3 separate regions of the Mus musculus genome follow, and regions 2 and 3 are each linked to region 1. Evidence: chromatin contacts called from public Micro-C and promoter capture Hi-C data. All regions are on one chromosome and are shown on one strand. The core of a region is the stretch at or near the end of the contact, and the rest is flanking DNA. Distances in the headings are between cores, read along the strand shown.

The links. Promoter capture Hi-C pulls out the DNA fragments that hold promoters and counts their contacts. Hi-C and Micro-C count contacts between places; a contact is called where the count stands out from the background.
Region 2: a contact with region 1 is called in a promoter capture Hi-C map of hippocampal neurons, with 2.7 times the contacts expected there. The contact joins the enhancer-like site here to the promoter of Acbd4 in region 1. A contact is called at or near these places in 3 of 39 promoter capture datasets (cranial neural crest, embryonic stem cells and hippocampal neurons), 1 of 15 datasets of contacts at CTCF or cohesin (embryonic stem cells) and 4 of 115 datasets of contacts at active chromatin or transcription factors (embryonic stem cells, pancreatic cancer cells and trophoblast stem cells).
Region 3: a contact with region 1 is called in a Micro-C map of embryonic stem cells, with 1.8 times the contacts expected there. The contact joins the enhancer-like site here to the promoter of Acbd4 in region 1. A contact is called at or near these places in 1 of 39 promoter capture datasets (neutrophils), 2 of 15 datasets of contacts at CTCF or cohesin (embryonic stem cells and large pre-B cells), 2 of 484 Hi-C or Micro-C datasets (both in embryonic stem cells) and 2 of 9 other capture datasets (adipose tissue and liver).

The regions. Positions count from the first base shown.
Region 1 is chr11:103,100,386-103,102,966 of GRCm38.p6, forward strand. It overlaps Acbd4 (acyl-Coenzyme A binding domain containing 4), which reads left to right and starts at 1,303. Exons shown (of 11, transcript NM_025988.2): 1 at 1,303-1,403; 2 at 2,297-2,581. It overlaps Plcd3 (phospholipase C, delta 3), which reads right to left and starts at 1,273. Exons shown (of 15, transcript NM_152813.3): 1 at 995-1,273. The coding sequence starts at 1,145.
Region 2 is chr11:102,738,335-102,740,915 of GRCm38.p6, forward strand. It overlaps the pseudogene Gm39501. Among named protein-coding and RNA genes, the nearest start is that of Adam11, 22 kb to the right of the region's middle. Within about 2 kb of position 1,292, at least 60 of the 459 cell types and tissues checked have an H3K27ac peak or open chromatin away from gene starts, as enhancers often do. A contact at or near this core is called in hippocampal neurons, where this site is marked.
Region 3 is chr11:103,449,968-103,452,548 of GRCm38.p6, forward strand. Lrrc37a (titin-like) reads right to left here. Exons shown (of 14, transcript XM_011249376.2): 11 at 1,988-2,037; 12 at 1,141-1,177; 13 at 921-1,066; 14 at 740-842. The coding sequence ends at 776. Among named protein-coding and RNA genes, the nearest start is that of Gm39397, 30 kb to the left of the region's middle. Within about 2 kb of position 1,279, at least 5 of the 459 cell types and tissues checked have an H3K27ac peak or open chromatin away from gene starts, as enhancers often do. A contact at or near this core is called in embryonic stem cells, where this site is marked.

The sequences.
Region 1 (2,581 bases), core at 53-2,552:
CGACTAGATTCTTTGATGTCTGAGTCAGTTTCCTCCTCTGTGAAATGGGGTGCAGGACACCTACCTCAGGAAGGTGAGCTTAGCACCACACCTGCAAACCACAGCGGTATTGAGCCGACTCGAGGGCTCCTTGAAGACTAGTGACTTCCCTCTCACCTCTGAAATAGGAAGCTGGACTGTTTCGCACCATTGCCCCGGGTCTTGCCAGGGCTTTGTTACTGCTGGCAGAGAAGACCTGAGGGTTACAGGGCTGGCTTGGGTGTCTAGAATCTCGCAGAGGCCATCTGTAAACAGCCCCTCAGGATCAAGAACAGCAGGTGCTGTAAGATGCCCACAGACCTCAAGTAGCACTTGGGAGATGAATGTACGTACCTCCGCGTGCGCGTGCCTCTGCCTCCCGAGTGCTGGGATTAAAGGCGCGCGCCACCACTGCCTGGCATTGTATTTTTTTTTTTTTTTTTGAAACAGAGTCTCATAGACCCCAGACTCATACACACACACACACACACACACACACACACTTTACTTTGTAGCAGAGAATGACCTTGAACTCCTGATCCTCCTACTGACACCTCGCCAGTGCTGGGAGATTAACAACAGTAAGTCGTTGTGATACTGGGGATCTAACCCAGAGCTAAGAGCTCTACCGATTGAGCTACATCCCCAACCTAACTCCAAGCTTTATCTCTCAGTCCATTCTCCTCACTCTCCAGCAACCCTATCCATGCCCCGAGTCCCAAATTCTCACCCCAGCACGGCCCCGCGAGCGCCTCCCGGTGAGAATGCACCGGGGGCATCCAAGCCTTCTAAAACAGCCTGGAAGTCTGATGACCCCAGGTGTGAACCCCAACTGGAACAGTGCTGGTGCTCCTGGTCAGATCCTCCCCAATTCCAAGCACCCTGGCAAACCAGGTGGCCCGTACACCCCGCTCCGTCCAGGTTGTCCCTAGAGACAGTGCGCGCCCACCCGGACCCATCCTTGTGTGTCACTGACCCATCTTCTTCAGTGCCCGTAGCCCAGGCCTTTTGGTGCTGCTGTCCGACGACGCGGGCGAGGGCGGGAACGCGAGGGGCGCTGCGACCTGGGCGGACACCCGGGATTCCTCCGGCGAGCGGCGACTCCTTTTCCAGCCACCGCACAGCATGGTCTCGAAGGGCCCAGGGCCAGGCCCGGGATCTGTGCGTGAGAACCGGGCAACGGGAACACAGCCCGCGGCGCGGTCCGGAGCTAAGAAACTTAGCGGCGCCCTAGGAGTCAGGAGGAGGAGACCTCGGGAGGAGGGAGAGAGGGAGGGACGAGGTGGAGGTGGGCGGAGCGAGGCCGAACTTAGGCGGTGCGAGGCGCCTGCGGGACCCCAGGCCTGGAGCTGCGCGCCCTGGTGTCTACGCGTTCGCCCCTACTAGTGAGTCGGTCTTTCCATTTCCTTAGAGGTCCCCGGATCTCCTTTCTACCATTGGCCAGAGTCCCTGTTGAAGGGAATTGAATTTCCCGGAGGGATAGGTTTGTCCTCCGGCGCAGACACATTTTTTCTGGGAACTCAGGACCCTAGTCCATCCACCTTAGCCGGGTCCCTTAGGGAGCCAGACAAGGGACAGATCTATAGGAGATCGTCCCGGGCCACAGGGTCCTAGTACGGAGGAAACCCATAGAATTCTGAAGCAGAGCTGCGCAGGAATGGGGACGAGAGGCTCGGGCAGTGACGTCATGAATTAATCTCCGGGCTCGGGGCCAATAGCCAGTCCTCAAAGGTGGATGCCTTGCGGCCAACCGATCTGAAGACTAAGATGAGACTAAGTTTAGAGTTCCAGAAGCTTGGTACCCCAGAGCGACACTCCATCCTTGGTCAAGGGATCTGCACAACACTCTGCCAAGGTGTTGATGACGTCAGCCAAGGAAAACCTCCTTGTACGGGTGCCGGTGTAGTGTTAGACGTACCCTTGTGAATGCGAAAGGGTGGAGTGTGCATGTGGCTTTCAAGCACGAGCTTTGGATAGGGGCAGCGAGCTGGTCGAATATTGTCACTTGGACGCGACCTACAGCCAGGCTTCCCACGCTAAAAGTAGCGAGTTTCGGGTCCTAGAATCTCCATCTACTTGTCCCGCTGTATTCTTTCCTCATTTATCCAAGTCCCGACAATTCTTCATACTAGCTTAAGTCCCCATCACCACTGCGATCTTAAATTTGCTTACTATTTGTCAAACCTTCGCCTCTGCTTGATCTCTTGATTCCTTCCAGGAGTGTTCCTTTTTTTTGTTGTTATTTTTCTGGTTCACTCTTACTTTTTCCAAAACTCAGCTCCAGTGTCCTTTCTGCGGAACGCCGGGCTCCAGGACTCTCCTCTATTGCCAGCGTAGACGTGTTCCAAGAGCTGAGTCGAGGTGCCTCGGACAGGCGGAGCCCGCATCAATCAACCCACTCCCGTGGGTTTCCACCAGGGGGCGCGAGGACTCTGCGACCATCAGTGTGTCCACCGGGAGGCGCTGCAGCCCGCCTCGGGCTGTCGCGCGGTGCGGAGTGCCACCCATAAATTAGCCCCGCCTGGCTGGGCGAGGCAGGATAGCATTATTTGCATAATCTTGA
Region 2 (2,581 bases), core at 42-2,541, 360 kb before region 1:
CAAGTCTCTGCTATGCCACTTCAAGGAAACAGCAGTAGAGAAGGCTGAGGGAGCAGCAGCCTCCAGACCAAAGCCTGACCCTGGGGAGTGAGGGTCCCCAGGTCCTGTGGAGTAGAGCTTGGTGGCCTTGAGTAGGAATGTCACCTTCTAGAGGAGTGGTGGTCCTGTAGGCTTCCTTAAGACGGAAATGTTCAATTATTCCACTGCTCTGTAGGATGGGAGGTTGTGGAAAGGCAGAGTAGCAAATAGCCAAAGTGTGGGCTGTGGCTGAAGGATTAGGCAAGGACCAGGAACATTTTAATTAATACAGAACAGCTATTCCCCAGCTAACTTAATGGTTGTTATGGCCCCATCTTAAAAACGAGGAAGTAATCCTGAAGCTGCTGGCCACTCTTTAGGGGGTTTATTCTGTGCTAGGATTCACCTAATCTTCATATAGCTCTGCCCTGCTGGGGGAATGACAAAGAGTCATGCTAACTTTCACAGTCTCCAGACAGAGCATCAAGGCCCATAGTCCAGCCCAGTTTGACTTAATTGTCAATTGTGTGTGTGTGTGTGTGTGTGTGTCCTCACACTCTAAAAGAGCTGCTTGCTGTTGGGATACGTTTACCCTAGAACTGTTGTTATAGAATCAGCTGGCGGCAAGAGATCTTACACCCTGCTCCTCTCTGCCTGGGGTTTCCCCTACTCTATTTTAGGGGCTTGATCCAGATGGGATAGCCCCTGGGTGTGTCAAGATCTTCCAAGGATCCAAGAGATTGTAAAAGAATTTCCTGATCTGGCAAGAGGAGACTTCATCTCACTGTAGTCTGCTCTCTCTGACTTGACCTAGGCGCCCGATGGGTCTTCCACCCGGGGACACAGGCCTCTCCCACAGGTACCACCCTGGTTGTAGTTTACACTCCTTGGGGAGTCCAAAATGGACGTGTACTCATCGCTATTCAAGAGCATTAAACCGGCTTTCTGTGGGATCGAGAACAAGGTGCTTACCTGTTGTCACTAAATGCAGAGGTGACATTTAACCACAAGGTGGCAGACAAGGCTGGTATGATGTAGCAGCCGGGCTAGGTACCAAAAGCTTCCGTAGGTGGTAGATGACGGAAGCCTTCCCGTAGCCCCCGTGTCTTCTCTGCAGACGCACGTGTAGCAGCTGTGCTTCAGTCTTTTGTGTAAAAAGGCGCAAGAATGAAAGCCGCAGCTAGGTCATTCTGCTCCAGGGGGCAGCAGATGCTTCTCAGGGCAGCCTGTGACAACTCTGGTCATTCTGTCACCCACCCAAACTGGTGCTTCCTGTCCATTCAGCTCTTCAGCTACACGAATGCTTAGCGTCCGTAGTTCTGCACAGCCCTATCTCCCCGCTGTGGCTCAGTCACAGTGCTCAAGCGTTCACTGTGGCCTGGGCCAGGGGCTGCCTGCGGGCTGTCCTGGCCCCGATAAAATATGCAAATGTTCCTGGCTTGCTGGCCAGGAGCAGCTCTTGGCCTGGGAATGAATCTACAGATTGCACGGTGGAGGAGGGGGACTGTAGCATCTCACCACAGTCCTCTCCCAAATGCTTCCTTGGCTTTTCCTTCTTTTCTGGGCTTAGAACCATGCGCATCCCCATAGATAGCTCAGGCTTTGGTGGGGTACATGGCTCAGTGGTAGAGTGCTTGCCTAGCAGACACGAGGGCCCAAGTTCAATCTTCAGTAGCAGGAAAAAACTGAAATGGCTAATTAAATAAAGATAAAAAAAAAGAGAGCCAAGGCTCATTGAAGGCCACGATGTCTTTATCAAGCTGAACTGAGAAGAAGAACTCAACCTTCAGATCTGTGTGTGGTCCAATCTCAGACCACATCCAGACAGACTGCAGGACTTGCCTGACGCCTTTCCACAGCCCTGGCCTAGGAGTTTGAATGTGGGGTGGGGTGGGGGTACTTGCTTCTGCTTAATAGATTTAAATTCAGAATTTGGTAAGATATACAATAGACAGGATTGCCCCCAAATTCTGTTCCTTAGTCCCTGGGCTCTTCCTAATAGAAGCAGTCATCGGGTCTCCCAGGACTTTAAACACAATTTGAAAACGAATGAATAAGACCTCCTCCCCTCCTAGGCTCAGGTTTTTGCTCAGAGTGCTTGCTAACACACACCAAACCCTGAGTTTGAATCCCAAAACAAATAAACAAACAAACAAAAAAATGAAAATACATTTTTTCCTTTGCTTTAATACAATACAATCCTTTTGGAATTCTGGAGATGAGTTTTGTTATCTGTGTGCTACTCCCCAGGTCTTCTGTATTTTTTCCATTTTGTTTTTTGAGATTTATTTTTCATGTTTATGATGCATCTGTAGGTATGTGCGCATGCGTGCAGGTGCTGTAGAAGGTCAGAGGTCACAAGACCGCGGGGGGGGGGGGGGCGGGGGGAGCTAGAGTTACATGCAGATGTGAGTTGCCCGGTGTGGGTTCTGGGAACTGACTCTGCGAGAGCAGTTACACACTTAACAGCTGAGCCATCTTGATTTCAATATTGGTTTCGCCTCACGTAATAGGCACTGGGAATCAAATGTGCTGTGTCTTCACCCTGGTCCTAGAAAGTAGT
Region 3 (2,581 bases), core at 29-2,528, 350 kb after region 1:
TAGGGTATTTAAGGCACGCCCCGGGGTTGCTGGGGGGGGGGGGGTGGATTCCTGTTCCTGCATTTCAATGCGAAGTGTTCCTGAATAAACCTGCTTGAAGAAGGACAATGGTGTTGTGTCTTTCCTGCTGGTCGGGGTGGATGCGACACTACAACCCATAGACCCAAAGAAACTGAGTGATGAGGGGGCCCAAGGGAGGATGTTTGAATCTCACTCAGAAGGGTAAACAAAATAGTCATCAGAGGTGGATGGAGGGAGGGAACTGGGTGAGAGAGAGGGCAAGGAGGGGAATGGGGATCGTGATCAGGTGTTGGGGAAGGGGGTGTGGGAGAGGGTTGGGAGTGAGCATGGCAATCGATGGGGGGGGGGGACATCTCTGGCTGGAGACCTGGGATGGGGGAGACTCAGGGGAGTCTATGGGAGTGACCCTAGCTGAGGTTCCTACAGAGACTGAAGTGGTCACTTCCTGGAGCCAGTCAGGAATTCCAGTAGGAGAGGTACATCAACTCACCCACAAAACCTTCAACTCAAAATCTGTTCTGCCTACAAGATGCACAGGGATAAAGATGGAGCATGAAGCTGCTTTTTATTTTTCCACTTGAATTCTGGATCAAACTTAGGTCACGGGGCTTGAATGACATCTGCTCACCTGTGACAAGCCATCTGACTGGCCCACACCCTCAAGTGCTGTGCATCAATTTTCATGTACTGGAGTACAAAAGACTTTGATACTCACAAATCTACAAAAAATAATTTATTAATAAATGATAGCAGATCACCGTGGGGCTTCGACTACACTCTCTTCTGCGGATGATTTCACCGAGGATCTTCTCTTGAACTCCCTGGAAGAACAATGCCAAGGCTTTTAATCTTTGAAAAGAGGAACTGGCCCTTATCTCCTCATTGAGCTAGACATTTACCTTGGTACATCCTTATTGAAAATCTCCTCCTCTCCAGACGACTCCTTGTCCTGAAGGTCTTGAGCCATGTTTTTCTTTCGGGTGTCGTGCAGAGGCCTATACATGTCTCTAAGCCACAGTGGGCACCTTAGCCAGAAAAACCCATCCTAGAAAAGAGAAGGGGAGACATTGGTTACCCCAATCATCACTCCCCAGCCACAGCACCCAGTCTCAAGCTTACCTGAGTCTCAGATATCTTGTAGTAGTTTTTCTTATACCTTGGAAGAAAACACAGAAGACAGTTAGTGACTGAGTCATTTTGTGTGTGTGTCTCTCTCCTGGGAGACACCTCAGCTCTTTCCATAACAAAAATCACCCATGCCCTGGGACTTGAGAACAATTCCATGCATGCCTGGCTTCTAGGAACTTTTGTTCCACAAGGCCCCTGGGGAGATCTTTGTCTATGGGTTGTCCTGGAGCATAGCCACAGTGCCGGCATGACTAGAGCCCCACTTACCCCTGTGGACTAGCTTTTGTCTTTGAAGAAATCATCCTGGACAGAAGCATTTTGCTGTCCAGAGCCTTTCCCATTGGTGCCTTTAGACAAACTCTCACATACAGAGTTTCTGAGGTGAGGGAGGGGGCACTCCTGTTTGCCTAGCACCAAGTCCACAGCTCAGCTCATAAACTCCGAATTTCACCGTGCAGACTGCCTCTGAGGAGTGAGTCGTGACAACAGTTTAAAGGACATAGCTAGTTGGGCATGTTGGATCATATCTAATTCCAGTACCTGGCAAGTTTAAACGAGGTTTGAGGCTAGCCTTGGCTGCATAGTGAATCCCTGATGCTACCAACAGTAGGATGGGTACAGCCCAACCTTCTGTCCTTAAAGAGATGGTGACACTAGAGGCCTTCTTGCTAGGCCTAGGTATTCCTGCTATTTTGGGGAGCCAGGCAAGACATCAAGAGAGAGCATTCTTCCTGAGTTTCCCCACTGTTGAGTGAGGGGATTAAATGAGAGAGAGAGAGACCCAAGCTCTCCACTAACCCTCAGCTTCTTCCGGAACGACTGCCAACCTTACATTTACCTTGAGGACTTCTCTTCATCTCCCTCCTTTGCTGTTCTATGAGAATAAATCTGTTTTGGAGGAAAACATTATTGTGATTACATCAGTGACTTCTGTCTTTGCGTTTACATTCATCCCCTCTATCTGACATCTGCTGTGCTAGTCTTCCCTCCCGTAACACCTTGCTCCAGGCTGCCCATGAGGCTGCCACTTAGTACAGTGTACTGACTGCTTTATGTAACATGCAACAAGTCCTAATAAAACCTTTTAAAGGCCAAAGTAAGAAACAGCGTTTAACTCCTCCAAGTGTCTTCCAGAAGAGCAAAAGCAAAGTGCCTCTTATTACAGCTACAAGGTACGTGTCTCTTGGGGGGGGAGTCCTGAAGTATGAGAAGGAAAATAAACTCGGTATTAAGGAGAAAGGAGCAAACCCATCATTAGTAATTGAAAACAATGGACAGCCAGAAGACTAAAACAATCAACTAGCATTTCACTAGAATATGAGGATACTGTTGGTATCACAAAATAGGAGATCAACATACCAACCCCAGTGCATTTCCCAATACAAACCAGAAACTGTAAGATCCCATTTTTATGATAGCTATGAAGATAGAC